3 separate regions of the Mus musculus genome follow, and all the other regions are linked to region 1. Evidence: chromatin contacts called from public HiChIP or PLAC-seq data. All regions are on one chromosome and are shown on one strand. Each heading gives the region's core, a stretch centred on a gene start, on an enhancer-like site or on the middle of the called end of the contact. The rest is flanking DNA. Distances are from core to core; before and after follow the strand shown.

What was found. HiChIP or PLAC-seq counts read pairs in DNA pulled down with a chosen protein or histone mark.
Region 2: a contact with region 1 is called in a FOXA1 HiChIP or PLAC-seq map of pancreatic cancer cells. The contact joins two enhancer-like sites. A contact is called at or near these places in 1 of 484 Hi-C or Micro-C datasets (the N1E-115 cell line) and 1 of 115 datasets of contacts at active chromatin or transcription factors (pancreatic cancer cells).
Region 3: a FOXA1 HiChIP or PLAC-seq map of pancreatic cancer cells shows a contact between it and region 1. The contact joins two enhancer-like sites. A contact is called at or near these places in 4 of 115 datasets of contacts at active chromatin or transcription factors (CD8 T cells, bone marrow-derived macrophages, double positive thymocytes and 1 more).

Annotation. Positions count from the first base shown.
Region 1 is chr13:28,748,210-28,752,417 of GRCm38.p6, reverse strand. The region is part of intron 3 of 2610307P16Rik (RIKEN cDNA 2610307P16 gene); the gene reads left to right. Among named protein-coding and RNA genes, the nearest start is that of Mir6368, 39 kb to the right of the region's middle. Within about 2 kb of position 2,492, at least 10 of the 459 cell types and tissues checked have an H3K27ac peak or open chromatin away from gene starts, as enhancers often do. A contact at or near this core is called in pancreatic cancer cells, where this site is marked.
Region 2 is chr13:28,309,872-28,314,079 of GRCm38.p6, reverse strand. No RefSeq gene overlaps it. Among named protein-coding and RNA genes, the nearest start is that of Gm34385, 16 kb to the right of the region's middle. Within about 2 kb of position 1,824, at least 37 of the 459 cell types and tissues checked have an H3K27ac peak or open chromatin away from gene starts, as enhancers often do. A contact at or near this core is called in pancreatic cancer cells, where this site is marked.
Region 3 is chr13:28,455,991-28,460,198 of GRCm38.p6, reverse strand. It overlaps 2610307P16Rik (RIKEN cDNA 2610307P16 gene), which reads left to right. Exons shown (of 8, transcript NR_045054.1): 8 at 1-165. Among named protein-coding and RNA genes, the nearest start is that of Gm40841, 37 kb to the right of the region's middle. Within about 2 kb of position 2,523, at least 27 of the 459 cell types and tissues checked have an H3K27ac peak or open chromatin away from gene starts, as enhancers often do. A contact at or near this core is called in pancreatic cancer cells, where this site is marked.

The sequences.
Region 1 (4,208 bases), core at 1,243-3,742:
TCATTGATATTCTTGTGAAGAGCTGAAATCGAGGTTTCTCGAGAAAGTGTTGTGGAGAAGGTGAGACTGCTCAGGCTCAAACCAACCAGCCTTCATTTCCGTCCTCCTCTCTCCCTCCCTCCATCCCTCCCTCCCTCCCTCCCTCCCTCCCTCCCTCCCTCCCTCCCTCCCTCCCTCCATCCCTCCCTCCATCCCACTCTCCCTGTTTTTGCACTTTATTTGTTGTTTTTATTATCTTTTAAAAATTAAATTTATTTTATTTGCTATGTGGGGTGCTTTGCCTGCATGTATGTGTGTGCTCCACACGCATGCCTGGTAGGGCAGAGGAGGGGGTCAGGTGCCCTGAAACTGGCATCATAGACAAACTGTGAACAACCATATGGGTGCTGGAACTCAAACTTGGGTCCTCTGGAAGTATAGCGAGTGCTCTTAACTGCTGAGTTATCTGTCTGTCGAGCCCTCTTTTCTGGGATGATGATGATGACGACGACAATGATGACGATGACAACAGAGTTTCATGTAGCTCAGGTTGGCCTTTAGTGCAGGATACAGCTGGAGATGACCTTGAACTTTTGATCTTCCCACCTGGACTTCCTGAGTTCTAGGACTAAGGTGTTTATTAGCACACCTGTACATCCTGTGTTAGACCATGAGTTCTATGATAGCCTGGGATACATGAGACTACCCTGTCTTAAAAAGGGGATGAGTTGGTCTGCAGAGATAACTTAGGCGTCTGAGGACCTAAGCATGCTTGGAAGTCTTGCGCCAGGGAGTCAGAATCACGAGGATCCATGGGAACTCTCTGTGCAACCATTTTGTGTCCATTAGCCCTGTATCAGAAGAGGTGGATGGTGTTCCTAAAGATGACATTAGCGGCTGTCCTCTGGCCTCCACAAGCATTCACACACACACACACACATGATTAACTTATGTGCACATACATATACATCTTAAAAGTAAGCTTCCTGAAGCTCAGGCAGTGCTGGCCTGTTGTCCATATAATCTCTATTCTTTAACAAAATCCATAGCTCACAAATACACAGAAAAGAGATTTATTTTGTTTCCTACCAAGTGGGCTTTGGCCTTCACAGTCTCGACATGCACATTCAGTCAGTTTCTTAACTTGGCATCCACAAGACAGTAGAAGGACTCAAGTGTGGGAAGACATCCTTCATCTGCCCGAATTCCTGCCTCCTCTGGCAGATCAAGTTTTCTAACTTACAGAACTGAAAATGTCTTTTGTGGTTTGAGGAAAGGAATTGAAATGACGTCACGGTTTATGTTTAGAATGTGTATGAATCAAACTCTTTATCTGAAGGCTGTTTTCTCTGGGGGCGGTTGGGGCGGGGGGGGGGGGGGGAGTCCTGTATGCTTGCCCTGATTCTGTTCTCCAGGAACTTAGAACAGTGGCTTATGCAGAGTCAGTGGTCGGTGAGTAAGGGCTGATGAATTCATGCATAAAGCAATATGTCCCTCCATTTCATTATATGAGAAACAAAATCATTACTCAATGAGTAAAGGAATAATTTTCTCAATTTTCCCTTTTTATTTAATGGCAGCCATTGTTCTCACCTTAGTTATTGAAAGCTTCTGCTAAAGCCATATCGGTCCACTTGGTTAATCTTGTACATAATCTGTTTGTGTTTATTTTGTCCTAGTTGGACAAAATTTTGCCAAGAGTCTGCCTTTCCCATCAGATAAGGTACATCAGCTCTTATTTAGCAAAGACTAGCTCAAAACCCCAAGCCTTCAAGGATGTGCGTTCAGTGGCTGACCCATCCATATATTCGTGCTTCTTTGTGTGTATATGTGTAAGAATTAGTGCACTATGTGCATGAGTGGCCTGGGATGTCTTCTATCAATTTCCTTCTACCATACTTTTTCAGGTGAGGTTTCTCATTGAACCCGGAGCTTAATGATAGAGCAAGACTGGCTGGCTGGTGAGCCCTAGAGATCCTCCTGTTCCCCACTCCCACCCCCAACCCCCAAAGGATTATAGGCTTTGTCTGCTTCATCTGTGTGTTTTATTTTTTTTTCCTGTCCCCAAACCCTGGCTGGATTGATGAGGGACTGAAGAGAGAGGAGGCACACAGGCTCATGGACAGAAAAGTTGGGCTCTGTTAGGCCATGCATGTCATAATGGAGACATACCATCATGAAACAATCATGAAACTCAGTGTGTGTGTGTGTGTGTTTTTTTTTTTTTTTTAGATCTGAATTGAGGAGGTGGCTTTATGGTTAATGGCTGAACAAGGAGGCAGGTTTTGCTAATCTCTGTAGGAGATCCTGTAGGTGAACAGTCTCAGGCCACAGTCATCCTGGGAGGAAGAAGCTGTGGTTGATAATCTCTGCACACGATGTCAGCATCAATACTTGAACCAGAGGAAGTCTTTTCTTGATCTCTGAGCCTCACATGGGGAAGGCTTTGCCTCTTGTGGGTCTGATGCATTGATGACTTTCCCATGTCAAGAATGAACACTCAGTCTGGGCTTTCTTGGCTTACTCACTTCAAGCTTGCATGGCAAGGACTTTACTGTCTGAGCCATCACACAGAACTCTTAAGGTATGTCTTCTAGCCACTGGTAATCATCAGCTTGCAGCCAGGTCCCTTATTTGTGCTTGGTGTGCCCAGAGGCTTGGTGTCTTTGCATGCCCCATGTACTATTTATGACAAAGTGGTGGGTGTGGACGTTGCATGCATAATCATAGAGGATACTTTACCCATTTGGACCAAACAGATTAGAGCATCTTGATGTCCTTTTGGTGGCAATGGAGGTGAAGAGGAGACAGCTGGACTTGGATTAGATAACTACTGAGGAATACAGGCTCTGAGCTCAACTGTGGGGACCTTCTTTTTTACAACAAGATGGTATACTTTGGGGTTCTTGTCCAAAATCAGAGGGTTTTGTTTGTTTGTTTGGTTTTGGTTTTTTGTGAACTTTCTCCACATCAATAGGGTGCTCCAGTGAAGAATTTTGGGCTTCTCATCTCTGCAACATTTTTGCTTTAATATAAATTCATTAATCAGCCAATGTTTCATGCTCTCTCGAAAAGAGAGATGAGAGAACCCAACTCTACCCCATACTCTATCTAGGTTACAAAACATTGGCTGTCAAAGGCCTAGATGGATTGCAGCGCCAGATCTCCTGTGCCTCTGTGTGTGCTGTGCTGTGTTAGGTTCACTTAATATCTTAACTGTGGATTGAGACTTCAGACATGCTGTCTTGTAAATTCAGCAAAAGAAGGAGCAGCAGCAGCAGGAGGAAGAGGAGGAGGAGGAGGAGGAAGAGGAGGAGGAGGAGGAGGAACTGAAGACATGGAGACAGATCCTGGACAGCTTGATAGTTGTGACTCCCATGTATCTATGTATCTGTCTGTTCTCCCTGACACCTGTCATTAAAAGATTGAGTTTGTTGAAATACCAGCATTCATTGGCCTCCTGGTCATATCAAGTTCGGCAGTCTAAGGAGCAAAAGATTCCCTAATGGATCTTTTTCAGTTCTGAAGAAGTGCTGAGTATAAAAATAATAATTCATGGTACAGTGTGTTCTTCTATCCACTGGGGAGGTACAGGTACGATTAAAAAACATAGCTACAGATAAGAACATCTTTAGCTGTTTGTTAAAGGGCCAGAGGACTCTTTGTTTCTATCCTGGTTGGTAGCCTTTACAGGGTGTAATCTGGCTGTCGTGGTTTGTTACCTTATCCAAACCTTTCATTTGAAAGTGATTGGTGAAATTGCTTTGAGACACCTCCCCATATCAACACAGAGAGAAGGAATTTCCACGCACACACCTCCACCCCCTTCCTTTCTACTTTTGAAATAGGGTCTTAACTCTATAACTCTGGTTAACTTGAGGCTTGGTCCAGGCTGGCCTTGAACTTCCACTAATCCTCCTGCCTCCGCCTCTTCACAGAGGTGCAATTACAGGCTTTTGCTACTACACCTCACCCTTAGGGGAAGAGTTTGAAGTTTTGTTTCTTCATGAACAGAGTTTAATCATAGGGGTTGTAGCATTTTATGAATGACAGTGTGTAAGACTGGAGTGTCAGGACGAAGACTGAAGTGATGTGAAGATTCAAACTGGTGGTAACTTTCAGAAGCAACCTGGATGAAAAGGACATTCAAGCTGTCGGATGTGATCAGTTTTGTCATCCTGAGCGAGCCTCATCAGCCACCAGTGAGATAGTTACAGAGAGCCTGGACC
Region 2 (4,208 bases), core at 575-3,074, 440 kb after region 1:
TAGGTCCACTGTTTAATGAAATGAGAAGGAGTTAGAGTTAGAGCTTAGCTCTATCTAAAGCTTTCATTTCCTATGTAGGAGGTGATGTCACAAAGGTCACCCTTTGTTCAACAATAAGCATCAAATACATAATTGCAATGGTTCAAATGTACCAAACCTAAAAAGCCAAGAAGGTTTGGGAGATCCCAGAAGAAATACCTTAGCCTTCTGTGAAATACTGGCCACAGGATCTGGCATAGACTAGATGCTTAAAACTATTTTCTGCTCTTCTAACCTTTTAGCTGTCATGTTTTTTAGTTCTTGCCCTTGAGAATGGCTGGTGATATTCTATTGTGCTAGATGGAGGTTCTGCTAGCATATTCCCAGAGTGAGTCAGATATCTGTTTTCTTCAGATAACAGATAACACAGAACTTCATGCAAACAAAGTCAGGAGCTGGTGAGTCACAGCAAGTCAGCTTGGCCCTGTAAATCTCTCTTGCTTTCTTGATCAAGCAACATCATCTCTCCATGTTGGCTTAAAAAAAAGTGATCTCAAGTGTTTGCCAAGCGAGCAAATGTCAGCTATGGGGGAAACAGTTTGCACTTTATATTCTAGAAACTTTGGAAATATTTACCACACTTGAAAGAACAATTTAATGTAAAGGAAAAGGAGTCAAAGTAATTTTTTAAATGTTGTTGTTTTAAAATTATGGCTGGTAAATGGCTCAGTATCTAGTAGCAGTTGCTGTTTAACTATGAGGGCCACACTCAAAGTACCAGCACCCATGTAGAAAAAAAGTTTTGGGTTCAAATTCAAACTGCTTATATTTTCTTTCACCCAGAGTGATTTAATTTACAGCTTCAAAAGTCAACATAAATAGATTCTGCTGTATAAGTTACCAACCATCTGATATTACCATCTCTGCAAGGTCACCTGGGAAATGTGCTAGGCTGAGCATTGCAGGGCTCTCTGTCCTTTCAAACCAGGGCATAGTCCGTATTTTAGACATAATATCTATTCTCACATCAAAAAAAAAATCTGGATTTAGAACTAGTGATGAACAGAACTTGAATTTTGGAGTTGGGTAGTCTCTGTCTAGTCCCCAGCTGTGGGCATAGAGAACTGGGCACACTTGAAGACCTTTACCTCTCTAGGCTACTGTGTCTGCACAGGGGACAGTGTCATGGGATGTAAAAGAGACTGAAGTTTTAAAAGTGCTTTGAAAAGACTAGATTGTCACAAAGGCCACTAGTGTCAGCTAATAATCGTCAAATACATAATTGTAATGGTTCAAACCTGGCAAATCTACAAAGGTGAGGAAACTTGGAAAACTCAAGAAACATTTTAGGACTTCTGTGAACTAATATCACAAACATATGGAGTAGATTTCCCAATTTGAACACACCGTAGCCTTGGGATTAAGATGAAAATCATTGACTTTTACCCACCCTGGAAAGTCTGACAGAAGTTCAATACATTTGACCCTTCACAAACCTGACTTAGTTTGCCAGCACCAGGGAGCCAGGGAACAGTAGATGAAGAAGGAGATCTGCCTCCGAGCCTCCAGACCCAACTGATTGAAAGTTCAGGGTTACACAGAAACCGTGAACACACCTTAACACTGCGCCACTCTACCTGTCTCTCCATCTAATTTCCAGCGACACTTTTTAGAGATTAAATCTCTAAATTTAATGCTCCGGATTTTCTGCAGCGCTGCTTTTTAGCTCATTCCCCAAATTATGCTGCAGTTGGACGAGATTCAGTTGCTTCTGAGAGGCTGTTGTTTGGCTTCTGGATTCCATTCACATGACTTTCCCCCTCATCCCTCATAGATCATTAATAATAAACGCAGTCAAGGGTATGTTATGTGAAAACCAAGAGGCTGAACTTTTAAAGCTAGACCTATTAGGCTCTAGTAAGACATCAAGGTTTTAAGGAAGCTCACTGCCTCTAAATTATGCTCCCCTTTTTCCTTCTCCACCTTTTGTATAAGGCTTCTAGTCTTTACCCTGTTACATAAGAGAATCACAGATTAGGAGATGTCAGACGTGAGAGCTCATTAGTCCCACCTTCTAGCTCTTGCTGGTAAGATAACTGATAACAATATTGTCTTTGAAAAGAGATTTTCAAAATATATATATTGCATAAAAGATAACTTGGCATTGCTAGTATCTAAAAGGATATTTGAGTCAAGGCCAAACTCAGGATTAGGAAACTGAGTGACTTGTAAGCATATTAAAAGTTGGGCAACAGAGAGTGGTATGGCATTATGGGATACATATTGGCCTTGAATACATTAAGAAGCAACTTTCAGTTTTACTAGTTGTATGACTTAACTACTTAGCTTTAAGTGAGAATCAGGATGTTACGATGTGGGGGATGTGATAGCAAATATGTCAAGAATCTTAGACAAACCTCACATGAAGTATATATAACTTCAATAAATTAAACTGTGAACATTATGATAAAAACACTGTAAATATAATTCATGGTGGTACATAAATGTACGACTCTGAGAGACAGAGAATGACCCTTTCTATAATCCCAGAAGTACAGACCAACCATAAAAGTTTTAAATAAGTAAAGGTCTTAATTTGCTTGGTATTGCAAGTTGACATTGGGTCACAGCAAACAGTCCAGCTTATGAAGTGACAGAATATAGTTTGAAACATTATGAAGTCCCTCACTAGACAGTTTGAATGTGCAGCCAGGGCCAGCCACTTCCTGTTTGTGTAGCTTTGAGCAAACACTTTACTCATTCCACGTCTACTTCCATTCACATCTCTGTAAAATGGTGACAGTAGCAGTGACTGTGATAGGAGTGTCCCAGGTTTTTCTGAAGTAGAAATTGTATCCCAGTGGGTACTTACTAAGAACCTTTATCCCTCCCCCCCACCCCATGTCCTCCCTCCTGCCTCCCTTTTACTTTTCTACATGCACAGCTCAGTGACATTAAGTACATTCATACTGTAGCACCATCAGCCATCTCCAGGTCTCTTCACTTTGCGAAGGAGAAACTCTGAGTGCATTTATCAGCCCCTGCAAGTCATCATTTCGTTTTCTATCATTCTGAACTTCACTATGAGACTTATTTTGTATAATGGAATTATGTCGTATTTGTTCTTTAGGGCTTGGATTTATTTCACAACACATAGTGCTTTCAAAAGTTACCCATAAAGCCGGGTGTGGTGGCGCACGCCTTTAATCCCAGCACTTGGGAGGCAGAGGCAGGCGGATTTCTGAGTTCGAGGCCAGCCTGGTCTACAAAGTGAATTCCAGGACAGCCAAGGCTATACAGAGAAACCCTGTCTCGGAAAAAACAAATAAATAAAAGTTACCCATGAGCATATGCTTTAGCATTTGTTTCTCATTTGCTTTTTCATTCATCTGTCTGTGGTCACTCTGTCTGATTCCACCTCCTGACTATTGGGAATGATGCTCTGGCCATAGAAATACAGATCACTCTGAGACCTGCTTGCAATTCCTTTTGGTACTGTAATGGTTGAATACTATGGGAGTCACTTCAGACTGTTTCCAAGTTTGGACCATTTCACATTCCTGCGAACAGAGAACAAACCTTGCAATTTCTTGACCTCTTCATGAAGGCTTGCTTTTTTTCTGGATTATTTTGTTGTAAGAGGATATGAAGTGAGTAAATACTCCCTTAATGTCCGTCGGCCTTGTTTTACTATGTGCCTGATTGTCTTTGTGAGCTGTTGCTTATTGTTCCAAATGTCTCCATGCTGGGAAACAGAGTACAAAATAGTCTTTAGAGCTCAGGTTGCAGGTCTTTTTCTATAGGTCTGTCTGTGGAGTGAATAAGGTGGAAAAACTGAAAAGAATGAGGATGTGGCTACAGTGACTGAAGTGGGACCTTCCCTAACAAATTAGATAACAAATTAGTAGTTAGACAACACAGATGCATTGCAGGAGCACGGGAAGGGAGGTTGAATTTCTTTGGTGCACATTGTATGAATGTTTTAAATAATGCACACAATCTCATTAGGATGTACAACCAAAACAAGCTAATCAAAACTAAAATATCCACCTCCATTTTTAAAAAAAATTGTAGATGCTAGGTAAGCATTTACCTTCTTAATACAAAAGGGAGTCTGGCTCCACTGTGAGGAGCTGAGAGGCTCATGACAAGCTGCAGTGGTTTGGTTTTTTTGTTTTTGCTTTTTTTTTTTTAAGTTTACTATATAATTCAGTTGGAGTCAGCCATAG
Region 3 (4,208 bases), core at 1,274-3,773, 290 kb after region 1:
TAAAAATATATGTAGCAAATAACATTATTATATAAATTCAGGGTCATTGCTCTATGTCAATGTCAGTGACGTATCAGTTTCAAAGGATTTATATCACTGTTAAGTTAGAAATAATCCACTCTTGCTTGTTGTACAGTGCATTTGTCCAGATAGCCTACAAAAATGTAAAAAAAAATCACAGTATAAAGAATATAAAGTGAATGTACTCTGCAAGACAATTGCAAACCTCTTATGGTATCTCATAGTACAATAGAGACTATCTCATCTCTGGCTACTTATTCAGCTTTAACACTGTAGGGATGGCTTGTCGTTTTGACTTAGACCCCTTGAAGAGCTGGGAAGCGTGCCTTTGCTACTTTATCAGATCCAGCTATGGAAAATTAGCAATCAATACATGCCTGTAATTGAGATCTTAGATAGATGGATGTTGTTATAATTACGAAATAGGCTATAATATTATGTTAAGAGATTTCCCTTTTTGTATGTTTGCATAACTACATGTTACCTTTCAATGTAAGCTTTTTTATTCACGTTATTAAGTCTAATTGAGTTAAGATACCAGGCAGGGTAGTGGAAAGAGATCTGCTAGATTGTCTTAAATAGCATTTTCTATTGCTGGTGTGTTCCGTAATTAGCCAGCATTGTAGATAACTCAATATGTGTTCTCTGAGTGGTGCATATCAGAGAAAGTTTCTCTATCTTTTTTAAAGAATATTTTCCCCTTTCGTGGTACACTGGATCATACAGAACCTTGACCTGTCATGCAACTTACTATCTAAGAGGTTTCCTTTAGGGTGTTGAGAATAGATTGGTCTTTTATATAATACTTTTAAAATCAGACTAAACCATGACTAGAATACTGTGGATTTGCATCTTAAATTATTCTGCAGTTATTTTTATGTCTGTATGATTGGGGGTTTAATACTCAAGAGTGTTTCTAGCCCAATGGTTCTCAAGCTTTGGGTTACAACCCTTTTGGGGGGTTACATAGCTGATATCCTGAATATCAGATATTTACATTGTGATTAATAACAGTAGCAAAATTATAGTTATGAAGTAGCAACGAAGTAATTTTATGGTTGAGGGGGTCACCATAACAAGAGGAACTATATTAAAAAGTTGTATTTTTAGGAAGGTTGAGAACCACAGTTCTAGCCCATATCCATTAATTGTCAAGAACGAAAGGTATACAGTAAGTAAGCCCATATTTTTGTGTTCTTGTAGTGGAAATCCTTTTTATTGTGCATTTTATATTTGCCATCATTGGACACAAACATCACTTTTAAAAAGTGTTCAAATGACATCCACTGACTCGTAATGTTAGAAAAATGGCTGCAGCATGTATACCATTTAAAATGATTTTTGGCATACTTGGAAGAGGGCTCTATTGCTGTGGTACTACCTCCCAATCACAAGTATCTGAGTTCATATAATAGATATCTACCTAAAAGTCAGGTTCCATAGTTGGAGCCTTTAATTCTAGTGTTGAATTGGGTAGACACATGCAGATCCGTGGAACACATTGGTTGGCCAGGCTTAAGGAGTCCATAAACTCAAGATTCAATAAGAAATCCTATCTCAAAAATAGGATGGAAGACACTCAAGGGAGACATCTGATGTTGGCCTTTAGCCTCATACACATGTACAGACATCTACACATACATGTATATACATCACACACAGAGACAGACAGAGAGACAGAGACAGAGAGAGACGGAAAGACAGAGAGAATATAAGTTTTCCTGGTATTTGTTACTACATTGGGAGACCACTTCTGATAAGAAGCCCAATTGATTGAACAGTTTTCCCCATTATTTGTTCAGTAACTCCATATCCTTAGGCTTCACATCACACTCTTTTTCTCCTGATAATGATTGCATGGTACAACCTATATTAAAAAAGGCCTTTACCAGTGTTTAATAATTAAGAAAGTCCCTGTATTTCACACAAGTTGTTTGTAATCAACTTAGGACCGAAACGGTGTATAACATTACTCATTTCTGGGATGATAAGAGACCTGTGAACACCTTGTGAAAGAGAGTACAGGGCAGACAGGAAGCATGCACTTGGTGTGAGAGCTTCCTAGTGGCTTTGTTAGGAGGGCCTTCGTATTCTTTTTATGTATTTATGTGTGATTATTTATTTGTGATTATGTATTATATGTGATTATTTTTCCTGATTCTTCCATTTCCACTTCCCTCCTGCATTACTGACATTTTTCCCTTTTATTTTTGACATTTTTATGCCAAGAAAATGGTGTTAACTAGGTATTAACTACACATAGCAGTATTCTCTGACTATATGAGTGGAGTAGCCTTTAAATAGTTCTTCATTTGGATCTAAAAATGAATATTTACTGAAAACTTTCTCTAGTTCATGTAATTTGTTAAAAGAATTGTAGGCACCTCAGATTTTGGCGAATGTGTGTTCTCTGATGAGGAAGTGACTGTCCCTCTCTGTGTCATTTCCTAGTTCTGAAACCTTGTTGACACCAAGCTCCTTTGTAAAGGAGTCAACAGAAAGGTCTTTGATAATGTCCCTGACTCATTATTAGTGGACATTGTATGTCTGGCTGGCACTTTTTCCCCTGTGTGGTAAAGTCAGCCTCATGTGGTGTTGCACAACCTTCCCTAACTCCTGTGCGTCAATGAGAATCAAAGGACTCCTTACAATGAAAAACAAAAGCTTGGCTTGGAGTCCCCAGATGAGCAATCCCTGAGCAAGACATGGGACTTAGATTCTACAGTCAATGCTCATCATCATTCTTTGTGCGAACTTGTCTTTTGTAAAAGTATTCTGAAATTTTTATTTTGTTTTTTTTTGGGGGGGGGTGCGGGGACAGATCTTGAAATTCTGTTATTCCTGATCTCACCACCCTTCTCTCCGCCCATTCCCACTCTTACAAGTCCCTCCACCCATTATCCCTGTAGCCTTCAGACAAGTGGAAGCTCCCCTTAGGGGGCCACACCACCCTGGAACCCCCAGTTGGCAGCATAGACACACATAGAAGCATAGAAGCACATCTTATACTTGAGGCTCAATGAGGTAGTCCAGTTAGGGGAAAGAAACCCAATAGCAGGCAGCTGAGCCAGAGACAGCATCTTCTCCAATTGTTAGTGGACCCACATGAGGACCAAGCTGCACATCTGCCACAAATATATAGGTGGCCTAGGTTTAGCCCTTGAATGATGCTCTTTGCTTGGCGGTTCAGTCTTGGTGAGCTTCACCCCCTAAGAAAATCTTTACTGTAGGGACTCTTTACCTATGGTTTCATTTCTCTCCGTGAGGGAACATTTGGAAACAGGTTGGATCAGGATAATTTTGTAGGGAAGGCACTGGGTAGTCAGGTAGAAATCCTATTCAGGCACTTAGCAGGAGGACCAATTGTTTCATCCATTATCTAATCTCTGAGGTGGAAATAACTATTTTCCTCACCGGAATGGTAATGTGTTAAAAAAAATTAAAAAGCCATGGTAGAGCATAGATTCCAATTCAGAAAAAAAGGTTCTACTGTTCCCTTGGTTTGTTTGAAAAGATTTATTTTTATTTGGTTTATATGTATGTGTTTGTATTTGACACTCTGTAGGTAGCTGTACAGATTAGAAGAGAGCGTGAAATTCCCTGGAGCTGGGATTATACAAAATAGTGCTGCACTCTGAGTGGTTGCTGGCAACCAAATTCAACTTCTCTTGAGCTTCTCTTACCCACCGAGCCATCTCTCCTCTCCCGTCAGCTTCTCTTGAGCTTCTCTTACCCACCGAGCCATCTCTCCTCTCCCATCAGCTTCTCTTGAGCTTCTCTTACCCACTGAGCCATCTCTCCTCTCCCGTGGGCTCCTATTCTTAGGGGCTGGAAGAGTTCATGTCTATTGCTTGTGAGAAGGTCAAAGTGATAGTGGGACCTTTCAAAGTTTATACTATTGCGATCTCAAGGGAACTCTTGTGACATTTGGCCAGCGTGATATTTTGCACCATTGCTTTGCCTCTGCATGGATGTCATGCTATATGGAAAAATCTTTGTTCCTTTTACTGTGGAAATAAAAATGTTCCTGAATTTGAGCATCCTGCCACTCCTTTGGTAGTGTGTGGCTATGATGGTCTGAGTAATTTGCTTTCTCCAGCTGTTCCTGTCGCTCAGCTTGCCCTGTTTTCATTCCTCTCCTTAATGAGTGGGAAGAACAATGGTGTTTTTGATGGACACACACAAAC